2 separate regions of the Mus musculus genome follow, and region 1 is linked to region 2. The links are chromatin contacts, called in public HiChIP or PLAC-seq maps. All regions are on one chromosome and are shown on one strand. Each heading gives the region's core, a stretch centred on a gene start, on an enhancer-like site or on the middle of the called end of the contact. The rest is flanking DNA. Distances are from core to core; before and after follow the strand shown.

What was found. HiChIP or PLAC-seq counts read pairs in DNA pulled down with a chosen protein or histone mark.
Region 1: a contact with region 2 is called in an H3K4me3 HiChIP or PLAC-seq map of bone marrow-derived macrophages, with 3 times the contacts expected there. The contact joins the enhancer-like site here to the promoter of Myo5a in region 2. A contact is called at or near these places in 6 of 39 promoter capture datasets (the 3T3-L1 cell line, 3T3-L1-derived adipocytes, the C10 cell line and 3 more), 2 of 15 datasets of contacts at CTCF or cohesin (CD8 T cells and the NIH/3T3 cell line), 12 of 484 Hi-C or Micro-C datasets (the G1E-ER4 cell line, LSK cells, Th1 cells and 6 more), 10 of 115 datasets of contacts at active chromatin or transcription factors (CD8 T cells, the HPC-7 cell line, the SCID.adh cell line and 5 more) and 4 of 9 other capture datasets (adipose tissue, embryonic stem cells, liver and 1 more).

What each region holds. Positions count from the first base shown.
Region 1 is chr9:75,105,422-75,111,208 of GRCm38.p6, forward strand. The region is part of intron 1 of Myo5a (myosin VA); the gene reads left to right. Among named protein-coding and RNA genes, the nearest start is that of Myo5a, 37 kb to the left of the region's middle. Within about 2 kb of position 2,755, at least 17 of the 459 cell types and tissues checked have an H3K27ac peak or open chromatin away from gene starts, as enhancers often do. A contact at or near this core is called in the NIH/3T3 cell line and bone marrow-derived macrophages, where this site is marked.
Region 2 is chr9:75,067,733-75,073,575 of GRCm38.p6, forward strand. Myo5a (myosin VA) reads left to right here and starts at 3,474. Exons shown (of 41, transcript NM_010864.2): 1 at 3,474-3,927. The coding sequence starts at 3,901.

The DNA of each region.
Region 1 (5,787 bases), core at 1,505-4,004, 37 kb after region 2:
TTGCCAGACAAGTGTAAAATGATAGGAAGATGTGAGTTCTTTTCTTAATTGTTCATTGAGATTGTTCTTGTTGTATCATAAGCATTAGGAAGCATTGTGAAGCATTATCCTGTGCTAATTGTAAGTTTAAACGTGATTCTGTTGTTTGTTCAATGACTTTTGGACTAACTCAGACTTTATTGTTGAACAAGGAATTTTTTTAATAACAGTAATGAAGCACTTTGTAAGACTTTAATACAGTCAGTACTTCTACTGTCCTAATCAAAGCTTTGTGATGACAGCACAATTCCTTATTTATTGCAATTCAGTTCTACTGTTAATTAATATATTCATTTAGGATTTTGTAATTTATCTTTAAATATCACTGACTAATTTCTATTGTAAATAGAAAGGATAATTTTTCTTGGTATGTATGTTAAAGATGTTCTTACAAAGTGAGATGTAGTTCCAAAAATAATCTACAGAAATATTAAATAACCTCAGTGCCTAAAAATAATCATTCCAAGCCGGGCGTGGTGGCGCACGCCCTTAATCCCAGCATTTGGGAGGCAGAGGCAGGCGGATTTCTGAGTTCGAGGCCAGCTTGGTCTACAAAGTGAGTGCCAGGACAGCCCGGGCTACATAGAGAAACCCTGTCTCGAAAAACCAAAAAAAAAAAAAAAAAAATCATTCCAAACTTTTTTATCTAACACTAAAATCCTAGAGAAATAAAATCATCTGACTTTTGCTACCTTAGTATGATTTTTATGACTCTCCATTAATTTTATAGTTCTTGTTTTTCTTATAACTTTAAAAGAATTACAATTATAATGCTTAGTAGAAGTTGACTTGAATTTTGGTGTGTGTGGGTGTGTGTGTAAGACAGGGTCACATGTACCACGGGCTGACTGGCCTCAACCTCACTGAGTATTGGAGGCTGACCTTGCACTTCTGTGCTCTTGTCTCCACCAATGCTTGTGTTACTAATGTGTCCCATTTATGGGTGATTTTGATTCAAGCCTGGGCTTCCTGCATGTTATACAAATGCTCTGTCTGTCAAGCTAGCTACATTCCCCGCTAAGAGTCAACTTATTTACTTATTTGGGGGGCAGGAACTTTACTGGTGGTAGTTTAACTAGAAACATAGATACTTACCATATCACCAGGTTCTCCTGCTTGATGGATCTCTGAACTGGGGTTAGTTTAGGGTCAAGACCAGTAGCTGGTTTATTAGGGCACCACCCACACAATCAGATGATCCTCCCTCACATTAATCCTGGGAGCCTGACTTACTTTTAAACTATGCACATTTTATTGTACAAGCAAAATAATTTCAAGAATTATAAAAAAATTTTAAACCAACCCATTATTTTGTTCATTTAGAGAAGTTCATGGATCAGAACTTACCTGTTTGTTAAGTTTTAGTCCTTAATGCCAGCTATCTTCTCACTGGTGCTGTTTTTCCCTGACAGACTCACCCTGAGGTTCTAGCCAGTCAGAGCACTGGAGCAGGAAGGATGCCAGGTAGATGGGTGTGGTTTTGACATGTTGTCTTAGGTGAAATATTCCTAAATTATGCCTGGGCATATGAATCACATTAGTAACTGTTTCAGTTATGATGCTAATAATAATTTGGGAAGAAGAAATTGATCTCTATTTTTAACAAGAGGTACATGTTGAGTGGAAAGTTTTTACCATAGACACATTCAAAAACCATTTTTTAACCACATTTATGCTCTGTTTCAGTATGTGTTAATAACGGGGTTATTGTAATGATTTGGGTAAACTTATTTATGTAAAATCCCTGAGTACACAGAAAATGCTCAATAATTACAGCTTCATTTCTTCAAAGATCTGTGATAAATTTTGTTAGAGTTGTTATTGCTATTTAGCTTATCATCATTTCTACCCAGGTGTGATGAGTACATGACCAGAGTTCATGAAAGATTATTAAGGGCAGGGCTTGTGTAAAATTCCAGAGAGGCAAAGGTGAAAAAGACATACTTCCTTTCAAGGAGCTCACAGTCTCTAGATTGGGATAAGTCATCAAGTAGTGGAATGAAAAGCTTAGTTGAAGACTGTATGAGATACAGGAAACATTGAGAATGAAGTGCCAAGTGACAGGTAAGGAAAGGCACTGAGGACAGATCAGAAGGGTAAATGGTGTCCTACTGGTTGGAAATAGAGGAGCGGTGATCCAAATGGAGGAAAGAACTGAAGCAAAGGCATAGACATGTGACCCAGCATGGCCCTTCAGGGTACAGCAAATATAGACTGACATGAGTGGAGAACAGTGAAGTGAAACAGCAGGAGGAGTGCTGAAGAGGCTGTTCTGTTGAGGGGTTCAGAACAATCACTGCTACTCTGTTTCTGAGCCTGAGAGATAGCTATATGATGGTTTGTTGTATCACTGTGTGTATGTGTATACATACATTTATCTTCTCTTGTATGTATATTTCATAATGTTTTTAAATTACATATACAATTACTAAGTGTGACATTTTTCAAGATTTTCTAGGTCTTTTTGTTTTAATATTTCCCTATTTACTTTGGAAACCTGTTGTGTACATTTTAAAATAACAGCTCTGGAATATTTTATCCCAGACATTCCATAATTGTGAGTAGTCATGTAGAATGACATTAATTTGTCCAGTTCAGAGGAGTGGACACTGGTGATAATTTCTGTCTTCAGCTCATGGCTCAGAGGGACACACACACACTGGATGTGTTGAAATCATACAAAGTCATTTTGCAAACATTCACAATGGATAAACGCACCAACACAAATCAGATGCTGATGACTTAATGTGGAATGTAGGAAGATGCTCACATACTATGTGAATTGGACAGCATATGAAAGAATTCAGGGGGACAGAGAAGATCATGTGAGTCAGGTTTGTTGGGTTTCAAGAGTTGGCTGGTTCTTGCTAATGCTGTTGGTTTTGTTCCCAAAAGTCTGAGGCACCAGAAACACAGCTGCTTTTGGTGTTCCTTCTTCAGGCTTCCTTGACTAACAAAGTGCAAGTTAGCACAACTTCAGCGAGTCATTTGCACTAATCACGGATCTCTTCAGTATTGTCATTGTGGCAGAAAACAAAAAGAAGACTGGTGCTTCCTTATTAAGCAGGGAGAGATGTATCTCCCGAGAAGGTGCAAGGATTATACTGCATGAGGTGGCATGGTCTAGTGCCCCTCTCTAGTGCATACCAGAGCAAGCATGTCCCTGGAGCCTGCCTTTCTAGTGCACTTGCATTAGACTGTCAGAATTACCTTATTACTACCAGGCAGATCAATTACGTTGTATTGTGACAATTACAGATAACTTTCATTTTCCTTGCAAGCTATATTATGCAACTTAAATCTATGCTAACATTTTTTCAGATTTTGTAAATTACAAAGTTTAGCCTATCATTTTATCCCTAATCTCATCTCTTACTTCAATGTTAGTTCTTATTTAAGTTCAAGTGAATCCAATTATCACAGTTCTGATGTGTTCCTATTTTTATTTTTTAAAAAATATTTATTTATCTTACAGTCCTGGGGATTGAACCCAGGGTTCACCCCCAGGTACTTGCATGCTAGGCAAGTACTCTACCACTGAACCAGACTGTCTGTATTTTAATTTGACCCTTTTAAAGCTTTTTCTCATTCCTTCATCTTATACAGATTTGTTGTGGACTTTTTAATTGTTGCTTTGCTTTATTCATAGTTTTTATCTCAAATCCCAAACCCTTGTTTTTCTTCTCCTACCAGTTCCTATCATTGTTTACTTTCTTGCTTACCACATTATTAATCTCTCTACTTTGAGTACTTAACTTATGTCCCATCTCAAACATGCTTTGTGGCTTTACACCTTGATGTGGCCCTAGAGAGAACCTTGAGTTAAACCTGTAGAGTTACCTTTCCTGCTTCCTCTCAACCCAGCCTTTTCATCTCGTGTCCTTTGATCTTCAATAAAATCAACATGTGTGTTGCCCATCAGTTGGCTCAAGGAGCTTGGCCAGCCATCAAGGTATTTGAAGATGATATTGAAGGAGTAAAGAGTCTAATGTTGAAGGTAGATTGGTCCATAGCAGGTGTCTGGCCTGTTTCTAATGGCTGCTGGATTCTCACTGCTCTGTTGTATTGGAGTTTTCCCTGTGATCTAGAGGCCTTGTCTTTTTGCCTTGTTTCTCTTGAGCTATGTGTGGGATGTAACTGGATTAGTTTAGTTCTGTTCCTTTGCATTTTCATTGCATTTGCATTGGGTCCTGGGGAAGGAGTAGAAGGTAGTGTGAGCAATAACAGAGGCACGTTATGTTAGGATAAAAGTTTGCTTCTAACTATTATGGAGAAAAAGCATTAGGAGGCAATAGTAAGAACATACAGGATTCATAGCTGTTTCTTTTTCTCCTTGGATACTTTCTTAAGCTGTGGTAGTAAGGTGAGAGAAGTGATTATCAGAAAAACTTGTATAAATGTCTTGCTTCAGGTGTAGGTGAGTGGGTGTGTTATTGCCGTGCTCTGGGAAGTGCAGCTTTTGACAAGTACTCATTGCAAAGCCCTGTGGATATCTGAGTTGCTAACATGAAGGTACGTCTTTAAAATATCCTAGGCATGGCCAGCCATTCCTTTATAGGCTTCCTCGATTTGTTTAAATTTAATGTGTTTTCATCAGTTAAGAAAGTATTAATTAGGTCATTTCAAGGCTTTGAATATTACATGTATATGGTTGGTTTTTTTTTTTCTGGAACTAGTAGATTGTTTCAGAGAAAATTACAAAAATATTAACTTTGTAAAGTAAGAGGTGGAGACTGTAATAAATGCTTTTCTATTGTTGTGTTAAAGCACTCTGACCACAGCAACTTATAAAGGAAAAAGTCTAATTGGGTTCCAGAGGGTTGGAGTTCATGATGGGGCAGTGAAGGCATGGTGAAAGGCGGCCAGAGCAGCAGCTAAGAGCCCTATATATTTTTTTAAAGATTATTTATTTTATGTATGTGAGTGTACTGTGGTTGTCTTCAGACAAACCAGAAGAGGCCATCAGATTCCATTACAGATGGTTGTGAGCCACCATGTGGTTGTAGGGAATTGGACATGGGTCCTCTGGAAGAGCAACCATCTCTCCAGCCCAAGAGCTCATATTTTGATCCTCAAGCACAGTGCAGCGAGAGCATACTGAGAAAGGCACAAACCTTTTGAAACTCCAAAGTCCACCCCTAATGAAACATTTCTTCCAATAAGGTCATACCTAACCCTTCCCAAACAGTTCCACCAACTGGGAACCAAGTATTCAAACATATGAGCCTCTGGGGGCCATCCTCTTTCTAACTACCACAGAACAGTTTCATAGAAATGCCTGTTGAATTAGCAATTTTAATTATATTTCTCAGTTTATAGATCATGTGCCAGAGAAAAAGTTATGAAACAAATTTCAGTAAAAACATTTGATATATGACATTAGAAATCACTTCCTGTGATTTCTAATCGTACCTGGACTGGTACATTGTTGGTATTTTAATTGCATTTTGACAAAGTTTCTGTGTGTATAATTCTAAAAACAGAGACTGTTGTTACTATAATCTTTATTTTATAGTTGTCAGAAATAAAGTCTAAGACAAGTATGGTGGCTAGATTAGAACCTATAATTATAATATAATATGGTACAATATAGTTCTAACATCATACTCTGTCATACTAAAAATATTTCAACACACTGTTGCTAATTGTTCACATTAAAAGTTTAATGAAAAAAGTTTTAATGATTTTTTAATGATAAAAAAAATGAAACAATTGGATGAGTTTTAATCTGTACAGAATATACTGGAG
Region 2 (5,843 bases), core at 2,224-4,723:
TTGAAAGATCTTTATACTTAGTCATTTTATGGGTGTTTTACTTGCCTGTATGTCTGTGTGCCTGGTACCCATGGAATCCAGAAGAGGGTATCAAATTCCCTAGAATTGGAGTCACAGACAATTGTTAGCCACCAGTTGGGTGCTGGGAATTGAACCCACATGAATTGAACTAGCAGCCAATTGTCTTAACCATTGACTCATCTCTCTAGCCCTGAATTTTTGAAAAAAAATTGTTTTCAACCTACTGATCGTCAGTAATATACTGTTTTGTGTTGCTAGACAGTGGCAGTAAGCTGTAGCTTCCAGTCAGCCATGCTACCATCAAGGTGAATGACAGATACTCTACACTGCACTATACTATGTTGCCAGCATTTTCTTTGGACAAGTGTGCAATAAATTACTTAAGTTATTCACCACTATCACTAGCTGGACTTTGTGTTAGATAACTTTGTACAACAACAGGCTAATTTAATTGTTTTGAGCAGGTTTAGGGTAGATGAGGCTAAGCTACGCCATGGCTATTCAGCATGTTAGGACCATTAAGCACACCTCAAATTAATAGTTTCTAATTCATAATTGGTTTGTCAGGATATGACTCATTTAAGTTAAAAAACAAAAACAAAACAAAAGAAAATCAAAGGGCACCTGAACTTTGGAGGAAAAGCCCCCCCCCCGACAACCCCCCCCCCCCCACTGAAACTTAGTGTTTTCATTTGAAAACAACTTACAAGAAAATGTTTTTTTTTTAAATTGGGTATTTATTTCATTTACATTTCCAATGCTATCCCAAAGGTCCTCCACTGCTCCCCCACGCACTCCCCCACCCACCCACTCCCACTTCTTGGCCCTGGCGTTCCCTTGTACTGAGGCTTATAAAGTTTGCTTGACCAATGGGCCTCTCTTTCCACTGATGGCCTACTAGGCCATCTTCTGATTCATATGCAGCTAGAGACAAGAGCTCTGGGAGGTACTGGTTAGTTCATAATGTTGTTCCACCTATAGGGTTGCAGATCCCTTTAGCTCCTTGGGTATTTTCTCTAGCTCCTCCATTGGGGGCCTTGTGATCCATCCAATAGCTGACTGTGAGCATCCACTTCTGTGTTTGCCAGGCCCCGGCATAGTCTCACAAGAGACAGCCATATCTGGGTCCTTTCAGCAAAATCTTACTAGTGTATGCAATGGTGTCAGTGTTTGGAAGCTGATTATGGGATGGATCCCCGGATATGGCAGTCTCTAGATGGTCCATCCTTTTGTCTCAGCTCCAAACTTTGTCTCTGTAACTCCTTTCATGGGTGTTTTGTTCCCAATTCTAAGAAGGGGCAAAGTGTCCACACTTTGGTCTTCATTCTTCTTGAGTTTCATGCATTTAGCAAATTGTATCTTATATCTTGGATATTCTAAATTTCTGGGCTAATATCCACTTATCAGTGAGTACATATTGTGTTAGTTCTTTTGTGATTGGGTTACCTCACTTAGCATGATGCCCTCTAGGTCCATCCATTTGCCTAGGAATTTCATAAATTCATTCTTTTTAATAGCTGAGTAGTACTCCATTGTGTAAATGTACCACATGTTCTATATCCATTCCTCTGTTGAGAAAATGTTCTTAATTTATAAAGCAACAACTGAAAATTTTATCAATTTACAATAAAATATATAATACCTTATACTGACTTTTGGGGTGTGGACCCTACTCCTGGTTTGCAGATCTTAGTAATAAGAGTGCTTTAGGCTGTAAATACATATGCATTAGGCAGAAGAGTCCACCATCAGAATGGCCCTCTCCTCATTGCCGGTTGGGTGTGTTTTGTTTAAAGTCTGTTCTTTTCCTGAATGAAGCAAGAGGTTAGTGGTCAGAAACCCATTTCCCAAGTGTATGTGGTGGCATGCATCTGCAATTTCAGCACTCCTGGGACTCAAGGGAGAGAGGTAAAATTGTTCTAGGTCAGCTACATAAAGAGACTTTACCACCACCACCACCAAAAGAAAAAAAACCCTTTCTCCTACCCCTCATCTTCTCTTTCTCTTACATCAGGGTGGTTGAAAGTATGTCTTTGAAAATTTTGAAAGAATGATTCCAATTTTATTTTTGTTCATGTAAATAAAAGTCACTTTTATAAGAACTCTCAGAGTTTTGAGTGTTTTGGTTCTTCCTACCCCCCCCCCCTCCGACTCACCAACCCATCATACTCAGTATTCCTCAACTGTCCTGACCGGTAGCTAATATCTAGAGGGTAAGGAAACAGGCACCTTCTACAGGCATGAAGGAAGTGTAAGAGACAGGAGCTCAACTCATTGCTTTGGATGCTCTGCTGGCTCAAAGTACATTTTGTCTCCTTTCACAGGCAGACAAAGAAAGGATGGAATCCAGAAACATCAAAGTGGTGAACAGTCTTCCTTCAAATACCCACCTCATGTTCAGACATAACTAGGGAGTCAGGCTTGTGCTTTGACTGCCATTGTACTGGTCTCAGAACCATGTCTCTAAAATTTCACCATTCACAAGGCAGAGGCAGGAGGATGGCGAGTTTGAAGAAAACCCGGGCTGCTTAGTGAGACCTGTCTCAAAACCCAACAAGCCAAACAATAAAACTGGATTCCCATGATAGGCACTGGCCACAACTTAAGGTTTAAAGAAGGAAGATGGACACATTTTAAAAGGCTAAAAATTTTAAAGAGTATTCCAAGTGAGCACGAAAGTGTGGCTGGAGAGAACATGTTGGGATGAAAAAGACCACATTCCTGTGTCCGTGTAAGGGCACGGAATAGACTGCGTCAAGACTGCAAACACTTGAGTTTCTCTCAGTAGGTTGCCGTTTTCAGGTGACTCCAGGATCAGCATCAGGTAGTGCTGTCACGATCAGCAGAACAAAGGTCTCATTCTGAATGGTGGCGAACCTATGTAAACGCCCAAGTCTAAGATGGGCCATTTCCCAGTGCCATCTTGTTTTCAGGTTCATTGGAGTTTCTGTGTGTTAGAGGCCACCCTATGTCCTTGCATCACCAAGGGTGCAAACCCAAATGCAGAGTGACCTTGAGCATCCTTCAAATTCCGGGTGGTGCAGCTTCCCGCCCTGCCGTGAGCAAGTCTCTTCTGGAGTTGCAGGTTCTCAGAAAGGCCTTTCCCGAACCCTCCCCTACCTCAAGTCCTCTCCCTACAAACAGCAGGGCCAGGAGGAGCAGCCTTGAGGCTGCCGGGTCTACGCGGGCACTCTAACCGTCGCTACCTCGAGCGGGACGCGCTCCCTCACTGCCCCACCTTCGCGCACACTGTGGGGGGCCACTCCGCCAAAGCAGGTTTGGGATGCCAGCCGCATGGGCCGAGGATGCTCGGTGCCCGCCGCCGATGGGAGGCAGCGTGAGCCCGAAAGAGCCGGGAGGGATCGCGGTGGCAGCGCTCGAGCGCAGCCTCCTCCCGCTCCCACAATGCACAGGGCGGCGGCGGCGGCGGCGGCGGCATCGCGCGCCGCGGAGGAGACAGAGGAGGCTACAGAGACCAGGCCTCTAAGGAGGCGAAGCGGCTGAGGAAACTGAGGGAGCGAGGGGGCGCTGAGGACGCGAGGCGACTGAAGAGACCGCAAGGGCTGTGTGTGTGGACCAGGCGGCTTGGGGAGACTGAGGCGGCGACGGCCGCGGAGGCTGGTACCCGAGTCCCCCGAGCACGCGCCTCGGGCTCACGCGGCCGCCGAGCCCTGGAGGTGATGACTGTCAGGCTCCCGCCCGCCGCTAGCGCCTGACGCGCCCCGCCCCGGCCCGCCCGGGCCCGCCCGCCAGCTTGGCCCGCCCTGCCCGGCCCGGCCCTTCCCCTGCTCCCCGCCCGCCACCGTTTCACCCGCGCGGGCGGCCGCCACGCGAGCTGCGGCCTCCGCCTAGGCGGGGGGCGTCGGCGCTGGGCCCGCCATGGCCGCGTCCGAGCTCTACACCAAGGTAACGCGCGCCGCAGAGCCTTGTCCTGGGGAGGGGTCGCGCGGCCGGGACCGTGGCTGTAGGACCGGCAGGTTCCACCGGACTGCACCCCACTGCCCGGCTGTACCTCCTTGCCCGGCTGTACCTCCCTGCTCTGCCTCCCGAGCCCATTTCGGATGGGATGCTCTTGGGCAGATGCTCGGGCCGCTCTCCCGGGACTCGTGCTTAAAATAACGTCCTGTGCCGGTATGCGCCAGGCAGCAGCCTCTCGGGGAGATTATTTCGGATTCTGCAGTTATGGCCAGTCCGCTTTCACCTTTAGCTGCCGGGTTCTTGCCATTTGCCCTGGGGTGCGGAGCCTGTGGGAAGATGCAGCCCGGAGATGGCGAGCTTATTCTTAGGCTTCTTGGTGCCTGGGAGTTTGCAACCTGCGCGTTATCCCCGAGAGCCTCGTTAGCTCTGTGTCCTCACCCTCCTTTCCGGCGAGCCTTTCCCTTTTGGTCTTCATTTAGGGGAAGTGGCAGCCTTTTCAATCTTAAACCGACGCCCATATTCTCAGGGTCTGGTAATCTCTGAATGGCGTATTTTGGAGAGACTGTTTAGAAAATCTGTGTTGGGCAGTGTGTGGTGTATGCATTCATGGTATCTTATGTTACGGTTTCAATGGATGTTTTGCCAGCTAATGATTATTAAAATTACCTCTAATTCCACTCAACAGAATTGCCTTAACTTTTCAAGTTCATGTTTTTACATTTTTACCAGAATCTCTTTCTTCCCGTCTCTCTCTGTCTCTGCCTTTGTCTCCCTCTCAGGCACGGAGATTGAATGTAAGGGCCTCATGCATACTAGGTAAACCCTTTACAACTGAGCTATATATAGATAGCCCCAGCTTTCTGGACTCTTCTTTTAGCAGTTTGGAATCATCTCTTGCACACGTGACATCAATAAGCCCAGAGCCCAAATTGCAGCCTTGAGGAAAGAAATCTGTACCTTTCCACCCAACTGTGTGACATTTGGCAAACTACATAACCTCTCTGGTTCAGGTTTCTTACTTGTAAATAGAGTGAATTTTATTTGTCCTTTTGTCCTTCCTTACAAGCTGTTGTGAGGATCACATTTAATACTAGTTGTGAAAGCTTTCTGTGACTCTTTTTTTTTTTAAACAAATATGAGGTATATGATTACTTTCTTCCAGCCATGAAATGAAGAGCTTGCATGAACCTGGGACTTTCTTTCTAGCCCTAGATTTAAGAAGTGTACAATTAGAACATTTCTCTAAACCTAGTAATTTTTTTTTTTCAGCATGGCAATTCTATAAGACTATCATTGGAAATTGACTAAAAGTTACCTTCTTAACTTACATAGTACAATTCTAAGTGTTTTGAAATATTAACTCATTTAATCGTTGCAATTTATGTATGAAGTAGATACAAGTAACAATTATGTCACTGTGACGAGCTGTCACATTGTTACATTGTTCTGTCCTGTCTGGCCCCCTACCAGGCCCCTGCTATCAGCCCATCTTGAACCTGGACCTGCTAATTATAGGCTGATAAGCAGAAATTAGGTGGGTGGTAAGTTGCTGGACTTCTAGATCTGTTTGTCCCCTGCCCCCACACAAAATATTTTGTAGGGAAAACTGGGGAAGGTGTTGTCATTTTTAAATAATAAAGTTTTGAGTTTCCATCACAGTGTAATAGAATTCATCTTATAGTCTTCCTAGATACAGACAGATTTAGTCACTGAAACTGAGGTTGGGACTTAAGGGGCTTTTTCCTAAATTTAGATATACCTCAGAATAGCCTGACTCTGTAGTTATTTGTGCACTGATCTGTGAATGGGCCTTAGTTTAATGACAGGAAGGAATATTTATTGAGTGTCCTGTAAACCAAATACTCTGTCTTGTGTTTAGAGTTTCTAACAGTGGACAAGTCATA